Regions from separate parts of the Bicyclus anynana genome. Here region 1 is linked to region 2. Evidence: chromatin contacts called from public Hi-C data. All regions are on one chromosome and are shown on one strand. The core of a region is the stretch at or near the end of the contact, and the rest is flanking DNA. Distances in the headings are between cores, read along the strand shown. Region 1 holds the start of LOC112046830 (RNA-binding protein MEX3B). Region 2 overlaps LOC112046830 (RNA-binding protein MEX3B).

What was found. Hi-C and Micro-C count contacts between places; a contact is called where the count stands out from the background.
Region 1: a contact with region 2 is called in a Hi-C map of whole body, with 2.0 times the contacts expected there. The contact joins the promoter of LOC112046830 here to the enhancer-like site in region 2. A contact is called at or near these places in 2 of 2 Hi-C or Micro-C datasets (whole body and whole larva).

Annotation. Positions count from the first base shown.
Region 1 is chr17:3,255,348-3,262,281 of ilBicAnyn1.1, forward strand. LOC112046830 (RNA-binding protein MEX3B) reads right to left here and starts at 3,396. Exons shown (of 2, transcript XM_052886416.1): 1 at 3,013-3,396. The coding sequence starts at 3,256.
Region 2 is chr17:3,196,403-3,202,921 of ilBicAnyn1.1, forward strand. The region is part of intron 1 of LOC112046830 (RNA-binding protein MEX3B); the gene reads right to left. Among protein-coding and RNA genes, the nearest start is that of LOC112046830, 59 kb to the right of the region's middle. Within about 2 kb of position 2,064, at least 8 of the 8 cell types and tissues checked have open chromatin away from gene starts, as enhancers often do.

The sequences.
Region 1 (6,934 bases), core at 2,146-4,645, 60 kb after region 2:
AATCGGTCCAGTCGTTTCGAAGTCTATTTGTAACCGAAATATTAGTTAAGATTTCGATTTTGAAAGAATTATTTTAATTTTTTTGAACCGAAGAATTTATTATGAAAATTAACTTTCCTGACATAGGTATTTACCTACTCGTATGTATTTAAATACCAGGAAATGAAATAGCGACAGAAAAAAGAACAAACAGAAACTCGTACCTGGACGAATGGACGAATTCTAAAATTGAAACGGAAATACAAATACTAGGTACTGTCATCGGTTTTGTACACGTGTACAAAGTTCATACATCGAAATTGTTCAACAAACAATTTCGATCATAGGAAGTTATACAAAAGTTACTCGCTATGTTTGACCTACACGTGTAGGTACCTCGTAGTTAGTACCCAAGTGGAGTTCAAAATATATTTTATTATTTTACAATTCGTTTCATGTAGGATGGTGCAGGTGATAGCTCGTTTCACTAATGAAAGTTTGCTGCGATCTAAAAAAAAACCCATGCTATCTGAAAAACACTTTAGATTGCCTATACAATATGCATGCCAACTTCTATGGTTTGGACCCACTACGCTACTCCTAGTGGGGTTAGTGCCTGGTGGGCTTAGTGATGTTTGATTCCACAATGTTAGCCACACACGATCAAGTTTATCGTTGAGTTTGCAGGATGCTTAAGCTTGTAGCAGGGAAATAATTTCGTATGGTTTCCATATTTTAAAATTTTAACTGCATCCCTAAGGGTTCTGCAGGCTAATTCACTAATTTTGACATATACGATTTGTAGGCGTGTTAGTACGAAATTGAGATTGTATTTATCAAATTTCATCCGCTGCCTACTGACAACCCTTCGTACATATTGTAATCAACAGTATGTAGATGACATTTCTCAGTTGATTTTAATAGGTTTGTTAATAAATACCAAATTAGTGAATAGGCCAGCTAGACTAGGCGGTTAACATGATCGTGTGTAGCTAGCGTAACGTTCACTATAAGATGTTAATGATAATATCATAGATCGAAGGCTTACCGTGATCTCTGAGTCACTGGATTTACAGAATCTGCTGTTGAGAATTGAATAGAAGAAAAATACAAAATACGGACTTGAACCCTTAAGTTAATGGTCCGAAGCCGCATATGCTAACCGTTGGACTAATTTGTATATGTAGATTCGTATGAAAACTAGAGGACCGTCAGCACCACAGAAATGCGTTGTTAAATTATTACAGACAGAAGATATTTTACAAAAATGTTACTGTTTTGCTAACGCTCCTGTAATTTCACACAAACATATCTATCAGTACAATTACAGCCAAATCTAAACTATTATCCGAAAATAGAAGACCTACTAATACATTTTGCAACTTTAGGTATTTTAGTAGGTTGAAACCTAGAATAGGATCACAATAAATGCAAATGTACCTACCTACCTACGTACGTCTGATAAAATTCGGTAATTAAGTTAATAAAACACTCGAAAACTACAGCTAACAAAAGAAACTGGTTTACTAGAAGGTCAATAAATGATTAATAAGGTAAATGTTGGTGGTATTTTTTTTCAATTCCTAGGTACCACCTATCTACCTAGTTACACTTAAAACTACATTTAACAAACTAATGACAGCAACACACGTTCAAGTATCATTAAGTCTACAGTGCGCTTAGGGATATGGGAGTGAAAATATATCGAAATAGTGTTAAGGGGATGGTTTCGATATTTTTATCACTGCCCACGCCCCTAAGCTTGCTGCAACGTATTAGAGCGTGGTGGGCCCAAGCTGTAGCAACAAACGATAACCTAGTTACCTACACGTACCACACTCTTGCACGTGGATTAGGTATCTAGTTACCTAAATACCTACTATAAAAATAGCGAATGGGTAACTTCGGTAAAAGCAAAGCATTTTTTTACAATCCAAATACCTACAAGAAATACAGTACGCAGGGATCTTATTCTTTGTCGTAAGTACCTACATCTACCTTAAAACAACGTAATGTCAGCCACTGACGATCAATTAATTTCACATGCCTGCAGTGCTAACGGCTTGACGTCCGATAAAACTGATCGTAACGTATTCGTCGCGATCGGCATCATGACATGCACATCGCGACCAACACACGATCCGTTTTTTCGTCAGTGGCCAACATTAAACTCGTAGTTCGCGGGTAGGTAGGACCCACCTACCCTTCCTTTTTATCTGAACTTTCGTCTGTATCGTAAATCTTTACTAATAGAAATATCTACTACCTACCTACGTAACTTAAAGAAACTATGTAGGTAGGTAACATAAGTAGGTACATACCTACGAACTAATAAATGCTACTCGTATGTTAGGTATAGTTAGACGCTCCATTTTCGCAGCATGCATGAATAACCTATAAAATAAAAATAGCAAAAGGTGCATGGAAAAAATATGCGTGGAACTAATGATTGATACGAGGGTAGATAGCTATAAAAACCGCAACTACACGATACGCCATTAACGTGGAGAAAATAACTCACGAAAGAATCTCACCAAACGACCGTGCAATTAGTTTTTTTCGCAAATCCGGTGCACATTTCAAAAAATTAGTCCCAGATAAGGCGGCGTTCACCGCTTTGTCGGAATTTTTTACGATACTCTTCAGAAAAACTACCAACATCCCTAAGGGTCTAATTTTTTGTTCGGCCCTGCCTTTTAATTAGGAGATCGTAGTTTTTTCACAGAGCAATCGGTCGGGCGTTCGCCGCACTGTGGCATCGAGACGTTTCGTTTAGGACCGCCTGCACCATGGGAAATCACTATGCACAATCGTTTATTCATTATGCACGGTCTATTTGATTTCTACGTATATTCGCCTACGTTACCAAGCTACGATCTACGGCATGAAAGTTACAGCTACGAAGTACAGCGCCCGAGACTGCGGACTTGCGGCACTCGGTGACTGCGATGCGGGTAAACAAACAAAATTGTCTCGAACGCCGCTCGGAGATCGAACATAACCTCCAAGCCGGCGCACGTGCGGGGAGCCTACCTTGTCTGCCGACGATCTCCGCGACGTGCTCCGAAGATGGCACGGGCACACACTCCGTCATGTTCTGGGATTTCTTGGCGCGGTCGTCGGGCGGCGGCGCGAATCCGAGCGGGCTCGCCAGCGGGTTCGCTGACGGCAGGGCATCCCCAAAGTTCAGCATGCTGAGTTCCAGTGCGAGCGCGTAGGCGCGCTGGTCTTCCACCAGCCCACCGCCGCCCAGCTCTCCGAACAGGCTCGACGGCATTTCCACTTGAGACGCAATCTTGTCGGTTTACGAGAGGTTCCCTCTCGAGTCACTTGTACGGTGGAGCCGCGTTCGATCGTTTCGCCGCGTGGGATCGTGTAACGCAACACGCGTATGCTCGAGTCGCGGCGCGGCGGTGAACTGAGTCGCCGGCCGGCCGGCGGGCGCACGCGCCTCGTGGCGCGGGGCGGGGCGGCGCGGCGCGGGGCGCGGGGCGGCGGGTGGCGGCAGGGGGCGCGCTGCACCGGGCGCCACCGCACGCCGCTCGCCGGGCGGGATGCGATGCGACGCAGCTTCCGCCCGCCCTGCCGCCGTCGCGACGTCCGCACGCCGCACGCCGCCCGGCCGCACCGCCGCACACCGCACGCCGCACGCCGCACCGCACTCCACGCTAGCCGTTGACACATCGCAGGTAATTATACCGCGCTCGACAGTCGACACTTCGTAAGTAGTGATTAAATGATAAACGACCGACCTACTACGACGACTTATCAAATAGGTACTCGAAGTCAAAAGTTTATCAGGTTTTTAGAAGTTTAAATAAATATGTTGCAATGAATGACTACTGTATTGGAAAGTAAACCTAAGTAATGGGGAATCAATAATTTCCCGGTACGGTAAAAGGTACCTAAACTACCTTAGTAGACGGAATTATCAAATTAATTGATTTCAAAATAAACATTATAGTAACCTACACACTACAAAGATATATTAAGCTTGAAGTGCTCGGCTTTCCGTGCAACTGAAAATTTTAGAAAGAAACCTATACCTACGACTTAGTACCTAACTAAGTGAGTACCTACTTGACTAACAAGAAGTCGAATTATTTTTAGGCTTATTATAACAACACATAATTTTTGCACGAAAATGCGCTTAATATAGGTACCTAGGTAACAGACATACCAGCGAAAATTGAATTTTGGACCTCTAAGATTAATCAACCTTGTAACCTAAACTATTAAACTTTAACATAATGTCAAAATCATCATATTAAAAAAAATGTCAAGTCTATAGCTTACTTCGATAAATAATAATTTATCTATCCAACTTAGAAAGAATTTCTCCTCTAAGAATTAGGCTAATAGTCCACCACGCTGGCTCAATGCGAATTGGCAAACTTCACACACGCAGAAAATTATGAAAATTCTCAGGTGTACAGGTTTCCTCACGATATTTTCCCTTCACGTTTCACGTGATATTTATTTTTTTTAAATGCACATAACTTAAAAGTGCATGCCCCGGACTGGATTCGAACCTACACCCTCCGGAATCGTTGGCTGAGGTCATATCCACTGGGCTATCACGGCTGTATAATAATATTCATAACTGAACTGTTGGAGGTGCATGTCCCGGACTGGATTCGAAAATTCGCTCTCCGAGTCGATTGAATGTATGTAATGCTGACCATAAAATACCTACCGCTCAAAGCTATTAACATGTGACTGTATTCACGGGTAGTAGGTAGTAGGTAGTTAGTAGATAGGTAGGTACCTCTGCCCGGTAACAGCAGTCAACTATACAAACCCTCTGTTCACAAAGCTTTTGAAGATGCCATTCAGACTCTTTGACTATACAAGCAGTTAGGGTTGCCCGTTACTATTGTTATTATAAGTTCGAGTATTGCTTCAAAGTTTTTGTTGTTTATTTCTTAAGTATGTTACTTGTTACTGTATGATACTTAGCGGCAGATCAAGTAGAAATTATAACTTGAGCTTTTAATATTATTGCCATTGCAAAAAAATTATCAAGTAAAAAATTGACCAATTAATAAATGAGTAAATAAATATACCTACTTACATAATACGCATAGCCTGTGTCAAAGATACTAAGATAGCGGATTTTATCATATATATAATCTATATATAATATATACTTATATAATCTATAAATACACCCAGACACTGGAAAACGAGAGCCTTGATAGCCCAGTGGACCTCTGCCTCTGATTCCTGAGGGAGTGGCTTCAAATCCGGTTCGGGGCATTCACCTCCAACTTTTCAGTTGTGTGAATTTTAATTGTCTGCGTGTGTAAAGTTTGCCAATCCACATTGGGCCAGTGTGATGGACTATTAGCCTAACCCCTCTCATTAAGTTAGGAGACTTGCGCTCAGCAGTGAGCCGAATATAGGTTGAGAATAAATGAAATGACTAGAAACATGGGTTCATCACTAAAAATATTATCCAGCTGCGGGAATACACAATGCGCCACATGTCCCTAAAAAGTTTTGTAAAATACATGGACATTGAACGTGTACATTACATAAAACTTCTTCGTTGGTCCAATGGTTAGCCTATTTGAATCAGGAGATCCTTGGGTCGAGTCCTGGGTCGTGTTATCTGGTACCTACTGAGCCTTTCGTTCAGTAAAGTATTGTTGTATATGTCTCAGTCCGGTTTGGGAAGTTGATGGAAGTTCATCGTGTCTCGAATTCTAAATGTCAAACATTATCACCAGCCCATATTAAAGCGGCATGGTGGATCTAAACTCCATTACCCTCTCATATAAGGAATGAGGCCTTACCAGAGCATAATGAAGAGTCAATAGTAAGTAGGAGTCACCTGCAGTTTGCAGTTTCAACTGTCAGAGGTCACTGTATCGCCTTGACCGCGCCTCCCCCGCTACGAGCTACGAGTGTATGTACTTACTACGTGTACGGTGCTACGAGAACCAACAACTTACGTACGTGCTATGTGCAATGACGTCAAATTAATATGTACCACTGATTATGTATGCAGGTAGATCTTCATCTTGCTACATACCTAGTACTCACTCGATGGTGCCATCGTTGATATGACATCAAAACAGTAATTGGAGTAAAAGCCTGCGATGTAGCCAAACATACTTCATTTTATGAAGGCTCAAAGTTCATAAGCCTACTCTAAGATTAGTAAAGTACATCATCATCATTAACGACCCATTTCCGGCTCATCGTTGAGCGCGAGTCTCCTCTCAGAATGAAATGGGTTATGCTAATAGTCCATCACGCAGGTCCAATGCAGACTGGCAGACTTCACACAGGAAGAGAATTAAGAAAATCCTCAGGTGTATAAGTTTTCTCACGATGTTTTCCTCCACTGTTTGAGACACGTGATTAATTTCTTAAATTGCACATAACGAGGTGCATGTCCCGGAACGGATTCGAACTTACGACTTCCGAATCAAAAGCATAGGTCCACTAGGATATCACGGCTCGTTCAAGATAAGTAAGTAAAGGAGTTTGGACTGATGGTGAAGGCAGGTTTCAAGGATGCAGACTCACAACCAAGTATAACGCGTGTTTTTCTTAACATTTTCCTCAGCATAATAAGTATGATAAATCATGCCCCATATCGTCATTCACTTCACTTAGATAGTTGTCACAAATGAAATATATTATGTAAATTGTCTACCTTGAAAAAATTGTAATGAAACAAGATGATTATAGCTTTTTAAACTACCATAACGGTGAAGCTAAAAGATAGGGTTATAATATTAACAATATATATATGTGTGTGATGTATGCATAGCACCAAAACTCGAATGAGAATCTAATTAAAAAGATGTCAATCGATTGATTATTATGGCCCTGAAAATAATCGACCGGTTATCTTTTAATCTACTTCAACAGTTGAGTTTACTTTTAACCGTATTTGTAGTATTTCTTTCCGGGTGACAGTTTTTTCTGGCTTTTTTTTTTC
Region 2 (6,519 bases), core at 814-3,313:
TATTGATTTGTCAAACGTGTGAATTATGTAAAATTGTTCATTTTATTGAGTTTATGCTAATTATGATCTAACAGCCATCAATAGATTCGCGATATATTCAAAGTTAACGGTCAAGATCATTTCGCGGCCTTGCGTCCGCACACCTTTGAGACACTGTGACGTCATCAGTGAGCCCCTATTAGGATAGGTCTATGGCCTCACAATTTATTGTAAAACTAGTGATACAATAGCGACTTTGGCCATGGTTTTTGACGATGTTTATAAATCGAAGATGATAATTATTCTGTATCAAATTATTATCAAAACCGCATAAAAATCCCAACAGCAGTTTTGGAGATTTGTGTTTTGAGGCGATCCTACCGATAAGTAAGTCCTGTCCTATCAAATGACACATTAATTGACACAGACAAATTAATTGCTTGAAAAATACAGGAACGTCTTTTTAAATATTTCAGGGTTCAGAGTGATAATAATTCATTTTTCTTTGTATAGAATATCTTTATAATAACGAAATTGTATGAGCCGTGATAGCCCAGTGGATATGATCTCTAAATCCGATTCCGGAGGGTGTGGGTTCGAATCCGGTCCAGGCCTGCACCTCAAACTTTTCAGTTATGTGTAAGTATTTTAGGAAAATAAATATCACGTGTCTCTAACGGTGAAGGAAAACATCGTGAGGAAACCTGCATACCAGAGAATTTTCTCAATTCTCTGCATGTGTGAAGTCTGCCAATCCGCATCGGGCCTATTGATGGTGGACTATTGGCCTAACTCCTGTCATTCTGAGAGGTGAGTCGAGCTCAGCAGTGAGCCGAATATGGGTTGATAACGAACGAATGGAATAGTATCGCTAAAATTGACGGCATTTTTTGTCGGTTTACACCAGAGATTTTTACTTTGAGAGGCGTCAAAATCATCACAAACGAGTCCTCAGCCCCGTTGTCAATGACGCTACAATTGCATACAATGACACATAAATTTTTGTCTGGACACGAGTACACTCAATAAATTCGCGAGGTTTCATACGCTATGCTTTACGAGACACGTTACGAGCGATGAAACGAATATTTCCTGTGCCGCTTGTACTCGTATTAATAAATGGCGGACGCCCACGAATTCGTCAGTATTGAAGTCTTTTTGGATTACTTGCCCCGTGTATATGACATCTGCCTTCGTTGTGGAGGGCGTAGGTTCGAATCTGGACCGCCGCATGCACCTCCAACTTTTCAGTTATGTACATTTTAAGAAATAAAATATCACGTGTCTCAAACGGTGAAGGAAAAACATCGTGAGGAACCTGAACACCTGAGAATTTCTTAGCTCTCTACGTGTGTGAAAACTTCCAATCCGCATTGGGCTAACATTGTAGACTATTATCCTAATCCCTCTTATTCAGAAAGGAGACTCGTGCTCAAGAGTGAGCCGAATATAGGCTGTTAATGATGACGATGATAAGGTTGGTTGAATAATGGTTGGGTGAAGACCACTTCTAGAATTAATTACAACATGTTTACATGACGAAATACCGGGAGCACATGTCCATAAGAAGTTTCAATTATACGAAAATATGAAACGCTGTGACAGCCTTTCAGGTTGTTTGACCCAAATACGCGGTCTGAATGGGGCACTCAATTATTTGTGTCCACAAATCCCCTCCTCCGTCCATCCTATTTTGTAACATGTCCTTCTAAAGTAGCTAAATTAATAAAACGTAAAACAGATTTTCTTCTTTGATAATGATTTTAAGCCATATAACAAAACATCTATAGAAAAGAAAACTATTGTTTCGAACTTTAAGTATTAAAATAACTTTGGGTAAAATTCTATCAAAAAATTGTGGATTTGAACTTAATATAATCGACCTTGACAAATGTCGTTCCTCGTTTCGCTACTTGATTATTTTTTCTATAGTTTCGCGGCCGTTTTTTGGTTGCGTATTTTTACCTTAATGTACTCAGAGTAGTTATCTAATTTTAGTTCGTTTCAGTGATCGCGCTCTTATTTATGGGTAGTTCAATGATCTCCGCAGTTATGAATCAGGTGTGAAATTACGTATTCCTACGTACTTGGTATGTTTAAGTACACACTCAGCAATCGAAAGTGTATCGTGAGATTGAGACAGCAAGGGCTATATTCGTGTAAACGATTTTACGGTTACATCCATGACGTAAGAGATTTGTGATATTAGGTCAATAGTATTGGAGGCATGGCTAATGGTGGTGTCAAAAGCAAACTAAGATATATTCGAACGTGTTAATTTTATGCACTTCTTAACGAAGTTTAAAGAGTTTAAAGTCCGTTTAATAGCATCAGCGGTTTTACTATTTTAATCGTATTATGGATGTATGTATTATAACAGAATTCAGGATCGGCAATAATATTACAACCGGAGACAAAAACTTTATGTCCAAGGCCAAGGCTGAATTAGCATCGAATTTGTCACCGCGCCCGCAAAGTCAACAAATCGGCGGTTTCGTACAATGATAAGGCACGCTGAGTAAAGTAACAGTCAAATTGTTTCAAGTATCGTGGCGTATACGCGTAAAAACAATCGTTAATTATCTTTTACGAGGTGTTCTTATGGGTGAATGTACTGGCCCGCTTGGCCTGCCGCCAGCTCTCACGGTGCGCTCCTAATCGCCTCGCCGGTTACCGAGCTCCTGATAGCTCATAAACGCCTGGTACTTGTAAAACAGTTGGGTGTTGCGGGCGCTTCCTTCTAATAATAATATTCTGAATTCCTAGTTCGTTTCCATTGTTCAGCTGCTCTATGACTCTACTAACGTCCTATTCACGTAGGTTGTATCCTCTATGCTTTCTCAGAATAAGGTTTTATGTCAAGACACATTTTACATGCTTAGGTTCGAATGTTTAAAAAAAATTGTGCTAATTACGTGTTAATTAATGACATATAAACATGTTTTAACCTAATAGAGGTATTTTGAGTAATTTATTTTAGTGATTTTATAAATGTTACGGAAAGACGAAAATCAAAGTAAAACGGAATTAAAACTTCTTTTGGTTGTTTGTTACGCAATGTTTGTAATATTTTCGTGGGGCGGGATTTACTTTACAAGATAAAATTTCTTATCGGTTGATCAACCCGGGCCAGCCGTGACATAGACCTTTAATGAAAACGAATTGTTCTTTTTTAAAATATGTAGTGAACTTTTTAGACAAATGTGCGTTTTTTGTCTGTGTCTAGAAAAATAACGATAGCACGTTTTTATTTGCGTCGGCGAAAAATCAAAGTTGCTTTAGGTATTCTTGAGGAATGTGAGGCGACTTATGAACAACATAGTCACGATTATTTTAAGTCTCACGCAATATTAGGCTTCAAGACAAAGCGCAAGAGTGTTACATTTCTATATACATATTAATATTGAGATGACCGCTGTACTAGGCCACCATGAACTCAGTTGTTGATATAGTGTCCGATAGCGCGAACAAAAATTTGACTCCGCGTTTCCGCCTCAACGATCGCGAATACGTGAGGTCAAAGCTAGAAGGTTACATAACTTATGCGCAAATTTTGATGTTCAAGGAAATTGACATGACGATCTACTTCTAAGACCGAAAACATCATACGATTTTATCTGTAATTATAATTGGCTACTTGGACACGATTTTGAAGATAGTTTGCGTAGTAAAGGTCTTTGGAGTGCTTTGAACTTTTAGACTTCTTGCAGAACCTTTTAAGTACAAAACACCTGTTAAAAGGAATTGTCTTTGTCTATCCCTACAGGTTTTTAGGATTCCGTTGTCAAACATATAAACATCCTTATGTTACAACCATTTTGTTTTTTAACATACAAATTATTTAGTGCGTCTGGTGGGTGGCATTTACTCGTAAAGTATTATAAATTCATTAACAGCTTTCGATTAAGTTATATTAAAAATCATTACTGTTCTGTATAAAATGAGTTTGTAGCAAGAACCAAAGAAGTTTATAATACATGGTTTTGATTTGTCAGTTTAGGGTACTTTTAACCAAGTATAAGCACCGACGAAATTGTTTAAAAGGATTTATGAGAAATGAAAAAGGAAGGGAGATATGCAAGTGGAAGGGTGTGGTCTATGCCTGATGATTGAGGCGTGATGGTACGTGTGTATGTATTTGTTGGAGAGTATTTTATTTACAAATATACAGAACACTATCTTATGTGTTCTGAGTCTACCTTGACCAGTTTTTCTTGTCTGGTTCACTTCATCTTGCTATTCGTCTGGCTCGAATCGCCTCTATAGATCGAGAGGTAACCGTCCTCGCTGGCGTGTTGATGACTCAGTTACAAATGGTTCTAGAAACAAGTTATGAACTCTTTACTAATATTTCATGTTGGAATTTTCTAGAAAATTTTACCATTATCCCAAAGATATAATAATATACAGCTATATTTAGAACTTTATTGCAGTTCGCTGAATAATTATGGTAATCTAAGATTCTATTTGACATTGTCTAGACGTTCCACGTCCGATATAGGCTTTGTTGTGACGTCATGACATATTTAGGAAAAGTACCACATTAAATATAATGCTCAAAAGAGCTAGAACCCGTAAAGCCAAATAAAAAAATAGGTTTGTTTATACCATAAACCGCCTTTGATTAATAATTAAAAAAGTATTCAACAAGAATTTTCAATTCTTTTCTAAAAATAATGGATAAAAATTACCAATGTGTTTACCAGGGTTGCATGAAACCAAAGAGTAACGTACCGAAAATGATTCTATTTAGGAGGATCACTGCGTTACAGTACTTTGACATCTGGCCCGTGATCTCGGCTTTACGGCCTTTGAGGATTATTTCACGTATATAAATTGGAAGTCAAATAGTTTGCCTTCCGTCGGCTATTTGGAAGATTTTCTATCATATTATTATCAATAGTATTGAAAAATAATATTATTAGTTCAACTCGTTTGATTCTCTTTCTTTTGACGAAGTTATTTCACATTTCCGTTAAATATTGACTTTTCAGTTGAAATTCGCATACGGGTTGTTCATAGTTTATTATCCAGACATACTACATTTTATGAACCATATGTTTGTACTGTAGCCAATTAAGGAGCTTAGACTTAATAAGGTTCTGTAGGGCTAGGGACCCTGTAGCCTAATAGGCTATTTAATTAGGCTGTTTGAATAAATTATATTAATTATTTTTTCAACGTATTCACAGGTCCCCACAGTCAGGGTCACAAGGCTCAAGGCCGCTCGCAATGGCCCCCGTGAGCATTCGCGCTGCTCAGAACTTTGTGTACGTGCCGCGTTGGACCTTGAGACAATGTCTTCACGAATACCTACTTATACTCGCCTTTGATTTACACTAGCGACCACCCGCAGTTTCGTCCACGTGGTTTTTGTCAGATAGCTATTTTTGAGCCACTACTGAAGGTAGAAACTAAAATGCGCGATTACGTTGACGTAGAAATAGTTTTTATCGGATAACTATTGCTGTACCACTACTAAAGGTAGAAACTAAAAATGTTGTTCTTCGTACAATCTAAATGAAGACAATGCAAGAACAGTAAATCAATAAGCAATGAAATTTTACAAATTCGTAATTGTAAGAATAAAATCCATTACGAAATCGAATCGCGGATCCCTGTGTTACCTTAGGCTTGGGTAATATTATTAACTTCTCAACTGCGGAGAGAATTTTTTGTAAGAATAAAAACTCAATATTTTATAGCTGACCAAGGAATCGAACTCCGGATTGACTAACTAACGTGTAAAACTGTTATTAAAGTATTGTTAATTTATTTAAAGTAATAACTCTATCATGAAATATTGTTCAATATTTATTTATTTAAGTTATAACTCTGTTAGGTTTAAAGCTCAAGTTTCTCTTCATGTGGCTCCATAACTCTGGTAGGTAGGAACACGTTTAGCCCGGTGGCATGGACGTATGACTTTATTTCTGAAACAACAGTTTGTGTAACATACAGTTCAGTACCAGAGATATATCATAATAGGTATATACTCGTAAATAAGAAAGGTCACGAAATCTCGAAAACAGCTGGACATGCAAAAATGAAATTTGGCGGGGACGTGGTTGATAGTTGGTAGGTGTCCGTTTATATCGGATTTTGCGATAGGACTTGATTAAAGCAATCTAAGGGCGGACGAAGTCGTCGGCGTCCGCTAGTCAAATACATAAAACACTATTCGTCCAATGTAAATATTTAGTTAATAGATAACGTTTATAGAAATTAGATAATTCTCAGTTTTCCGGTATGACTTCTGATGAAATTACAGACACATAATTCGTGATTTTTACTTCATTATACTTCGCTATAAATTAACAAATCGGATAAAAAAACAAAATGAATGTGCCAAAACATAGATACCACGTATCAATATGCTTTGAATGAGCTTTTCTTGAAAGAGCTGATAAAGAGAAACGAACTGTTGGCTCGCTAAACTGCGCTGAAATCTTATCCCTCTACACCTGACCTTTAATATTAACACGTAAAAACATCACATGGAGTTAACTTTTGCTTTTTTATGGGTATTATATTACATTA